Linked DNA regions of Canis lupus: region 1 is linked to region 2. Evidence: chromatin contacts called from public Hi-C data. All regions are on one chromosome and are shown on one strand. Each heading gives the region's core, a stretch centred on a gene start, on an enhancer-like site or on the middle of the called end of the contact. The rest is flanking DNA. Distances are from core to core; before and after follow the strand shown. Region 1 holds the start of MFSD8 (major facilitator superfamily domain-containing protein 8). Region 2 holds the start of PGRMC2 (membrane-associated progesterone receptor component 2).

Evidence for each region. A called contact is a pair of places that touch in the nucleus more often than the background predicts.
Region 1: a contact with region 2 is called in a Hi-C map of blood, with 4 times the contacts expected there. The contact joins the promoter of MFSD8 here to the promoter of PGRMC2 in region 2. A contact is called at or near these places in 2 of 9 Hi-C or Micro-C datasets (both in blood).

Annotation. Positions count from the first base shown.
Region 1 is chr19:13,714,749-13,718,983 of UU_Cfam_GSD_1.0, forward strand. It overlaps MFSD8 (major facilitator superfamily domain-containing protein 8), which reads left to right and starts at 1,420. Exons shown (of 12, transcript XM_038564682.1): 1 at 1,420-1,623. It overlaps LARP1B (la-related protein 1B), which reads right to left and starts at 367. Exons shown (of 18, transcript XM_038564672.1): 1 at 194-367.
Region 2 is chr19:13,523,110-13,527,854 of UU_Cfam_GSD_1.0, forward strand. PGRMC2 (membrane-associated progesterone receptor component 2) reads left to right here and starts at 3,054. Exons shown (of 3, transcript XM_038564665.1): 1 at 3,054-3,501. The coding sequence starts at 3,084. LOC102151797 (importin subunit alpha-8-like) reads right to left here and starts at 2,543. Exons shown (of 5, transcript XR_005373926.1): 1 at 2,165-2,543; 2 at 1,823-2,055.

The DNA of each region.
Region 1 (4,235 bases), core at 170-2,669, 190 kb after region 2:
CCTCTTCCTGCCGCTCCCTTCCCAGATGTCCATTTATGTAAATAGGCAGCGTGAATGACACCTTGGAACAGAACACCTCCGAGTGACAGGGAGAGGCGGCCCGCCCCTCCCCCAGCCCCACGACCGCCTCTGCAGCCGCGAGAAATCCCCCCTGCACACACCCTCCCAGCGCCCGCCGCCCAAAACCACAGACCTGCCTCCAGGGTTTCCAGGGGGCACGGCGGCGGCCCCGTCCCGGCAGGGGACAGGTGCTGGGGAGGCTTTTTGGTCCAGGGGTTCTCTTTAGGCGGCGGCGGCGGCGGCGGCGGCGGCGGCTGCAGCTTTTCCTCCCGGCCGGCCGCCGCCTCCTCCTCCAGGGCGTCCTCCGCCCGCGGGGCCCTCGGGAAGGGTGGCGGGGCTCCCCCGCCCGAGGGGCCCCCGGCGCCGCGCGCCTTGCGCGCCAGGTGCAAAGCCAGGGGTCGCACGGGCACGGCCGCCTGCGGCACGCTGCGCCCCAGCACCAGCGCCGGCGACGGCTCTCCCCGCGCCCCCGCGCTGATGGCTGTCGCGGCCTCCTCGCCCTCGCGTCCGGGCGCCGTTACCAACAGCGACTCCTTCTCGGCGGCCACCGCGGGGGGCTCCTCCCGGGGCCGAGCGGCGGGCACCGCCGACATGGTCCCCTGGCCCCAGCCGCCCCAGCCAGGGGGGGCCCGCGGCCAGGGAGCCCGACTGCCCGTCTCTCCGCCGGGGAAGCGACCGGCTCCGGCCTGGGGCACAGAACCCAAAAGCCCGGCCGCCGCCGCCGCCGCCGCCGCCGCCGCCACCGCCGTGCAGCGCCCGGCGCGCCGCCCCTCCCCGCGTGGAACGGAGCGCTAACCGCCCGCCGCCCAGCCCGCCTCGCAGGCTCACGCTCCGAGCCAGACAGCAAGCGCCGGGCGCCGCAGCCGGGAGCCGCGAGCCCTCACCTGGCGCAGGCAGCGGCGCAGGCGAGGCGAGGCGAGGCGAGGCAGGCGAGGCAGGCGAGGCAGGCGAGGCAGGCGAGCAGGGGCCGGGAGACCTCTAGCGGAGCGCAGCGGGCGCGTGCCCGCACAGCCGGTAACTGCTCCCGGGGGTGGAGGCGGGGGGCGGGGAAGGGGCGGGCCCGGTGGGCGGGGCGAGGCCGTGGGGGCGGGGCGGGGCGGGGCGGGGCGGGGCCTCCCGGGCGGCGTGACGTGGCCGCTCCCCGGCTCCCGCCGTCGCCAGGCCGCCGCCCGCGCTGCCTGACTGACGAGCCCGCCCGGGTGCCGCCCGGCCTGAGGGCGCGGCCCGCCGAGGGTGGGGAGGGAGGGCGAGCTGGCCGAGTCGGCCGCTCGCGGGCCCCCGCCGCCGGGACTGCGGGAGCAGGGGCGGGGCGCGCACCGGGCCTCTGTGACTCGCGGCGCGCGGGCCGGGGCGGCCTACGCACGTGGCCCGGGCGGCGCGGGGCAGGTGGACCCCGGGTCGCGGCGGCCTCTGCCCGCGACCCAGGCCGGGCCCCTGACCGCGCCGTTCCGTCCTTCTGTCGCCCGGTGAAAAAGTCCCCCCACCCCGAGATTTGGGAGGGTGGGCACCGCGATCACCGGTGATCCCGAGCCACGTCCAGGATGGAAGTTGTGTAATCTGCAGGTAACTGTTTGTGAGACCTTTGCCCGGGCGATCGGCTTAGTGCACTTCCCGCCCTCATTTCCACCCTCGAACCGAGAGGTTTTTTTAAAGTGTTCCTGAGCAACACAGCTGGTTAATATTTCGCCGACTTTGTGTTGCTGTTGTTGTTGTGACCCGCCCCCTTAATTTGTAGAGATAACACTTGTTTACAAATTAACCATGTTTCCTAATTTTTTTTTTCTTTTTCCTGGAATGGATATACGTTTAACAGGTAGAACCTGGGCAGCTCCCGGTGGCCCAGCGGTTTAGCGCCGCCTCTGGCCCAGGGCGTGACCCTGGAGACCCGGGGTCGAGGCCTGCGTCGGGCTTCCTGTGTGGAGCCTGCTTCTCCCTCAGCCTGTGCCTCTCAGTCTCTCATGAATAAATAAATTAAATCTTTTAAAAAATTGTTTAAATAAATAAAAGGTACAACTATGTTCTGATGAACTCCACTAAGAGCTTTCTACCTGGCACTGAAATTGAGTGAGTGAACATTGGTTTCATAGGCACGGATTTGTGACTTAGTAAATGTTGATGTCGCTGTGCAAGGTCTCAGAAAAGAGGTTTGACCCCGTGAAAATTTTTTCACCAAAGGGACACCCCCCCACCCCACCCCCGCCACAAAAAAAAAAAAAATCTGTATGCGTTTGTATGCACCTGGCCAGGGGTCCCTTCTGGCTTCCTCTAGAGCTGCCTAACGAGGCAGTAAGCTTGTACAGGACTCTTGTCTCAGGGGTCTCTCTCTTCAAACTCGAGATGGTTTTCATTTACTCAAAAGTTGTACTAGGCATTTTTTTTTTTTTTACCGTGTTCCCACTTGGGGATAAGTATTTCCTTTTTTTTTTTTAAAGATTTTATTTATTCATGAGAGATACAGAGAGAGAGAAGCAGAGACACAGGCAGAGGGAGAAGCAGGCTCCATGCAGGGAGCCCAGCACAGGACTTGATCCCAAGACTCCAGGATCATGCCCTGAGCGGAAAGCAGACGCCAAACCACTGAGCCACCCAGGGATCCCTAGGTCCCTAGGGATATATATATTTTTTTAATTTCCCTAAGGTTAGCAACCTATTCATACATTACAACAATTATAATAAGGCCTTTCTTGTTTTCCCGTATCACTGGTTTCCAATTTATCTGACCCTAAGCAACCTTCAGAACCCAGGACCAGTTAAAGAAGCCCTGTCCTTACCTTTACTCCCAAGGAGGCATCATCTTTACTAGCTCCGTTATTGGTAAAGCTTTGTTTTGTTAACTATAAACTCGCTGCCCTTCAGGTTAAAATCAGCCTTTTGGAGTCCTGCCAGGTAATGCTTGTTCCATTTACAAAAGCTCAGCAACAAATTCGCGCTGGTTGTGACTCAGAGAACATCTTCTATTTTACCATCTATTTAAATACGGATGAATTAAAGACTGATTCTCTTGAAGGAAAGGTTATGGATGGAATGGTTTTCCAAAGTTAGATTCATATGGGCTACCTAACCATGGTCGGTGGTTTCGTTTGTTGCTGTTTTGTTTTGTTTTGAAGTGAAGAACTGTAAAGATGCTTTATTGAAGAAATACAGGAGTTTCTTGGAAATAGGTTGTGCTTATAGGAAAAGAAGAACTGGAGGGCAAATGTGTACTCAGAAGGTCTCTAAAGAATTCAGTAGTTTGGGATGCCTGGGTGCCTCAGATGGTTAAGCATCTGCCTTCCGCTCAGGTCATAATCCTGGGATTGAGCCCTACATCAGGCTCTCTGCTCAGCGGGGAGTCTACTTCTCCCTCTTAGTCTCTCTTTCTCAAATAAATAAATTTAAAAAAAAATTCAACAGTTAGCATATGGTGATCATCACCATAGTGCAGTGCCACTAATGTCAGTAAGGGAATTGGCAATTTGTTGCCCCCTTTTTTAAATATTTTATTTATTTTTTAATATTTATTTATTCATGAGAGACACACAGAGAGAGAGAGAGAGGCAGAGACACAGGCAGAGTGAGAATCAGGCTCCCTGATCACGCCCTGAGCCAAGCGCAGACGCTCAACCACTGAGCCACCCACGTGTCCCAAAGATTTTATTTATTTATTCATGAGAGACATAGTGGGAGAGTGGCAGAGACACAGACAGAGGGAGAAGCAGGCCCCCCGTTGGGAGCCAGATTCGGAACTCGATCCCAGAGCCCCAGGATCACAACCTGAACCAAAGGCAGATGCTCAACCACTGAGCCAATCAGATCCCCTGTTGCCCCTCTTTTAAACACATATTAATAACTATTTCCACATAACTGCCTCTTGGAAACAAGGTCACCTTTATCTTCTATTTGCCTTTCCACCCTTTTCCTGCTCTTGTGCCAGGCAGGGCTGACCTGTCCAGATTGCACCAAAGGATCCCCTCACAGTCCTTGATATTTCAATGGGTTCAGGCAGTAGGAAGTAATCTACAAGAGATAGGAGGCCAGAAGGTAATGAGGTCATAGTCTATGTTCCCCAAGCTTGTGAATTTCATATTCACCCAAGATTAACTGCAGATATTCAGTTAACCTCTCCAATTCTTACCTTTGTCCCTTCAGGCCTAATAATAACTGCTAGTCCTTAGGATACTATATTATGGCCTGTT
Region 2 (4,745 bases), core at 1,804-4,303:
GTCTGGGGTGGTTTCTTCCCACCGTTGATGTCATCCCAACTGTATAACACCTGGTACTGCTACAAGCATCCATCTTCTCCCCAAAAGCAGTATCTTCCCAAGTATCCTGTTTCCATCATTGGCATTTCCTGTTACCAAGTCCTAAAGCAGTTTTGGCTTCTAACCATTAACCTCAGGATGACTCAGATTTGTCTGGAACAATCTAACTTTAATCCTGTTCTCCCAGTGTATAGTGCCCCCTTCCAGTTCCAAAAGTATTCTAGAATGGAGGCTAGATTATACATGGCCACTTAATTTTTCCCAATAAAATGCTGTTCCCTCTGCCTCAAGAATGTACCTTTATAGCAGGGGTGAGCAAACTATGCCCTGTAGACTCTTTTTATACCTCTAGAGATGAGTGCTCGCTTCAGCAGCACATATACTATACCTCTAGAGATGAAAAAAAACGATTTTTACATGTTTAAATGCTTTAAAAAAATCAGTATTTCATGACACCTAAAATTTCAGTGTCCAGGGGATATCTGGGTGGCTCAGCGGTTTAGCACCTGCCTTCCGCCCAGGGCGTGATAATGGAGTCTCCGGAGTGAGTCCCACATTGGGCTCCCTGCATGGAGCCTGCTTCTTCCTCTGCCTGTGTCTCTGCCTCTCTCTCTCTCTCATGAACAAATAAATAAAAAAATTTAAAAATTTTTCAGTGTCCATAAAGTTTTATTGGAACACAGCCATGCTTATTTAAGTATCTTCTATGGTTGCTTTCTTATTATAAAGTAGTTGAATAATTATAAAAGATAGTGCCTAATATGTCAACGTTTGGCCCTTTATAGAAAAGCTTACAGACCCCTGCTCTAATGCCACTTAGTTCTAAGTCTCCTCATTTCTTGCACAAATACTGCACGCAGCATACTAACTTGTTTTCCATTCTTTTCTCACTCCGACCCTTAATACACTTGGGAGATAATCTCTCTAGAGAAGTTTTGAGGCTGTCATTTGCCACCGTAAAATCTTCAGTGCCGGGATCCCTACGTGGCTCAGCGTTTTGGCGCCTGCCTTTGGCCTGGGTTGTGATCCTGGAGACGCTGGATCGAGTTCCGCGTCAGGCTCCCTGTGTGGAGCCTCTTCTCCCTTTGCCTGTGTCTCTGCCTCTGTCTCTCATGAATAAATGAATAAAAAAAAAAAATTTTAAAAAACTTCGGCGGCTCCTCCAAAACGGATAGTGTAAAGGCCAAGCCTATCCTTTGACTAAAGACTATCAACCTAGTTCTCCAGACTCTGCTCCTCTTTAACAGCTTAAAGCCGAAATGGGCCACTTGCCATTTCCCTAATAAGTACCTCAGCTCATATCACATGCCCCTATTGCTTGCCTAGGTCTTTCCTCCATGGCACCGGTTCCTCAAGATTAAACCCAAACTGGGGGATCCCTGGGCGGCTCAGCGGTTCAGCGCCTGCCTTCCACCCAGGCGTGACCCCGGGGACCCGGGATCGAGTCCCGCGTCGGGCTGCCTGAGTGGAGCCTGCTTCTCCCTCTGCTTGTGTATCTGCCCCTCTCTGTGTGTCTCTCATGAATAAATAAATAAAATCTTAAAAAAAATAAAAATAAAACAGCCATCATCTGGGAACCTGGGTGGCTCAGGGTTGAGCATCTGCCTTCTGCTCAGGGCGTGATCCTGGAGTCCCGGCATTGAGTCCCACCTCCGGCTCCCTGCATGGAGCCTGCTTCTCCCTCTGCCTGTGTGTCTGCTTCTCTCTGGGTCTCTCAAGAATAAATAAAATCTTAAAAAAAAAAAAAAAAGATTAGACCCAAAGTGTTACTCCCTTAACACACCTTCATTCTTTCGGCACACCGGTAGTCCACAACTGGCCGTTCTTGGGGTGGTTGTGTGGGAACTCACCAACACCAAAACAGACCAGGGCAGGAAAGCCCAAGTCCAGTGAGATGAGCGCCTGAGGTAAGGGGCCCAGAACAAGGCTTCAGAGGTGAGACATTTACGCCAGGTTTTTTGTGTTTTGTTTTGTTTTGTTTTTAAGGACTTGGGAGCCTAAAAGACTACGAAGGACCTAAGGAGATAAAAAGAAATCGTGAGTTAAAGCTGAATGAGGGAACAGAAGGACCGCCTCATTCTATCCACTTCCCTACCGCCACAGACTATTCATTCAGGAACAGCACCTTCAGCGTAAAACCTGAAAGCGAATTCTGCGGGAGCGGCCTCGGCCAAGACCACCGTCGGTGGCGGCTCGGTGCCGGCGCAGACAGCAAGCGGGCTCCGGGCGCCCAGCGGCCCCGGCGCGGGCTCCGTGCGCTCCTCCTGCGCCAGGAGGGCTCCAGCCCGTCGCCAACACCTCCGGGCGGCAGCTCTGTCTGCGCGCCCACGCTCCTGGCTTCCAGACAGGCGCGACGGCGCCCGGGGGGGGACAAAAAAGAGACGCCCCTCAACAGTTTGCGCCAGTAATGAAAACTGGGTCGCGGCCTCCCACAAGCCGCCAACCTGCGCCCCCGAAAAGGCGACCCCACGAGACTGAGACTCCGCCTCCGCGGCCGCCCCGGCGCACGTGAAGTCCCCGTGCCGAGCCGCCGCGCTGAGGCGGGAGTGCGCGGACGCGAACCCAAGCCTGGGAAGGGAAGCGATTCCGGGGCGCACGCGCGTAGAGCGGAGGGAACCAACCGGGCGGGGCCGGCCCCCCGGAGGAGGCGCAGGGGAAAGGAGAGCGCGTGGCGCTCCGGAACCCGCGCACGCGCTGTAGTGTCCCCCCGCCTATGCGCGCGCGCGCGCGGCCGGCGCTGCATCTTTTCTTCAGGCCCGCCCCTCCCCGTCTTGTACTTCTGCAAGCCGAGGCGCTGAGCGAAAGCAGGGAAGTGTGGGGCGAGGTGGGCGGGGCGTCGCACGCGAGCGCGGCCTGCTGAAGAAGGGAGGGGGGAGGGAGCGATCCGAGACAACGTTACCCCTTCAACACCCAATGGAGAGCAGGCTTGGCCCCGCCCCCTCCCCTCCTGTCATTGGCTGGGAGGCCCCCAGAGGGGCGGGGTCGGCCGTGGGGTTGGGGAGGGCAGGGGGCGGGGAGGAGGAGGAAGGCGCTGGCGGGCAGTGATGGCGGCGGGTGATGGGGACGTGAAGCTAGGCACCCTGGGGAGTGGCAGCGAGAGCAGCAGCGACGGCAGCAGCGAGAGCCCCAGCGGCGTGGGAGCGGCAGCAGAAGGGGGCGGCTGGGCGGCAGCAGCGTTGGCGCTTCTGACGGGGGGCGGGGAGATGCTGCTGAACGTGGCGCTGGTGGCGCTGGTGCTGCTGGGGGCCTACCGGCTGTGGGTGCGCTGGGGGCGGCGGGGTCTGGGCACCGGGGCCGGCGCGGGCGAGGAGAGCCCCGCTGCCTCGCTGCCTCGCATGAAGAAGCGGGACTTCAGCTTGGAGCAGCTGCGACAGTACGACGGCTCCCGCACCCCGCGCATCCTGCTCGCGGTCAATGGGAAAGTCTTCGACGTGACCAAAGGCAGCAAGTTCTACGGCCCGGGTGAGGAGGAGTTGGAAGGGGAGGGGGAGGACCTCCTGCAGCTCCTGTGCGACCCCCCCACCCCCCGCGAGACGGGGAGGCCCCTGGGCTCCGGGTTAGTTTGCCCAGCCTTCCCGACGTCTGGACCCCTGCGGCTTGGCTCCTGCACCTGGGACGGCCCGCCCCACACACACCCCCAGCTCCGGGCGCCTGCAGGTCACCCCCCCGGCCCAAGTGCAGGTTTCAGTGTCGCCCCAGGAACCGGCTCTCAGCTCTCCTCTTTCTCCCATCCCGTTCCTCCACGAAGCTTTTTCTTCTGCTGATTTTTTTTTTTTTTTTTTCAGAATCTTCCCAGTTGTCGCCCGTCACGCTAGCCCACTACCTTTCTTGAGCTTTCTGATTCCTGGGATGGGTGGGGGCAGGAGGGACGGGAGATGCCTAATGTAGGGACCCAAAGTTTGTAGGCCAGGTAATTCACAGCTTTCCTTTCTTTACTCTGTTTTGTCACTGATCTCCCTTTTCTCTACTATTCCCCATAAGGCCACGTTTAGGTACACGTACTTCCAAGCCCCCACCGTTTAGCTTGTGAAGTCTGAGCATATAAGCAACACCTCAGACTTTTTTTTTCAAACCAGTTTTAGTATGGAGATGCTTTCCAAGATTAACACTGTATGTAGGATGAGGACAGACCAGAATGTAGATCTTAATAAAGACTGGCAAGGATAGTCTCCCTGAGTTTTGGAGGTGGAGCTCAAATACCCAGCAGGCGGGCCTGCCTGGTTTCTTTTTACTTTTTTTTTTTTTTTTTTTTGATAGTAGGAAGGCAAGTATTCAAATCCACGTTGATAATGACTTGTGTTTTCACTGAGCAGCAAAAACTTAAAAGAGCTACATAAATCCATACCCCAGTGCACCAGTTTTGCAAGTTAGAGATTTTTAGAACTTTGCTTTCCGAGAACCGTGTGTGCAGGGTAGTTGGGTTAGAAACCCTTCCTTTGCAATGTAGTTACAGCATACATTTCAGATTATGCTAATAAACTTCAGTTCAGACTCATGGAACCTGTTGGTATACGATAAAATTGAGCAACATTGTACATCCTGGTTATGTAGTAATTAATCCTAAACTTAAAGTGACTACAATAAAAAAATACATAATAAAATTAGGGACCTAGAGTGACCTGTTATTCTAAAGAATACATCCAAGCCTCAAATTCGAGGGGGTTGACAAGTCCCAAAAAGAAATTGGTTTCTTCTTGATGTAATCT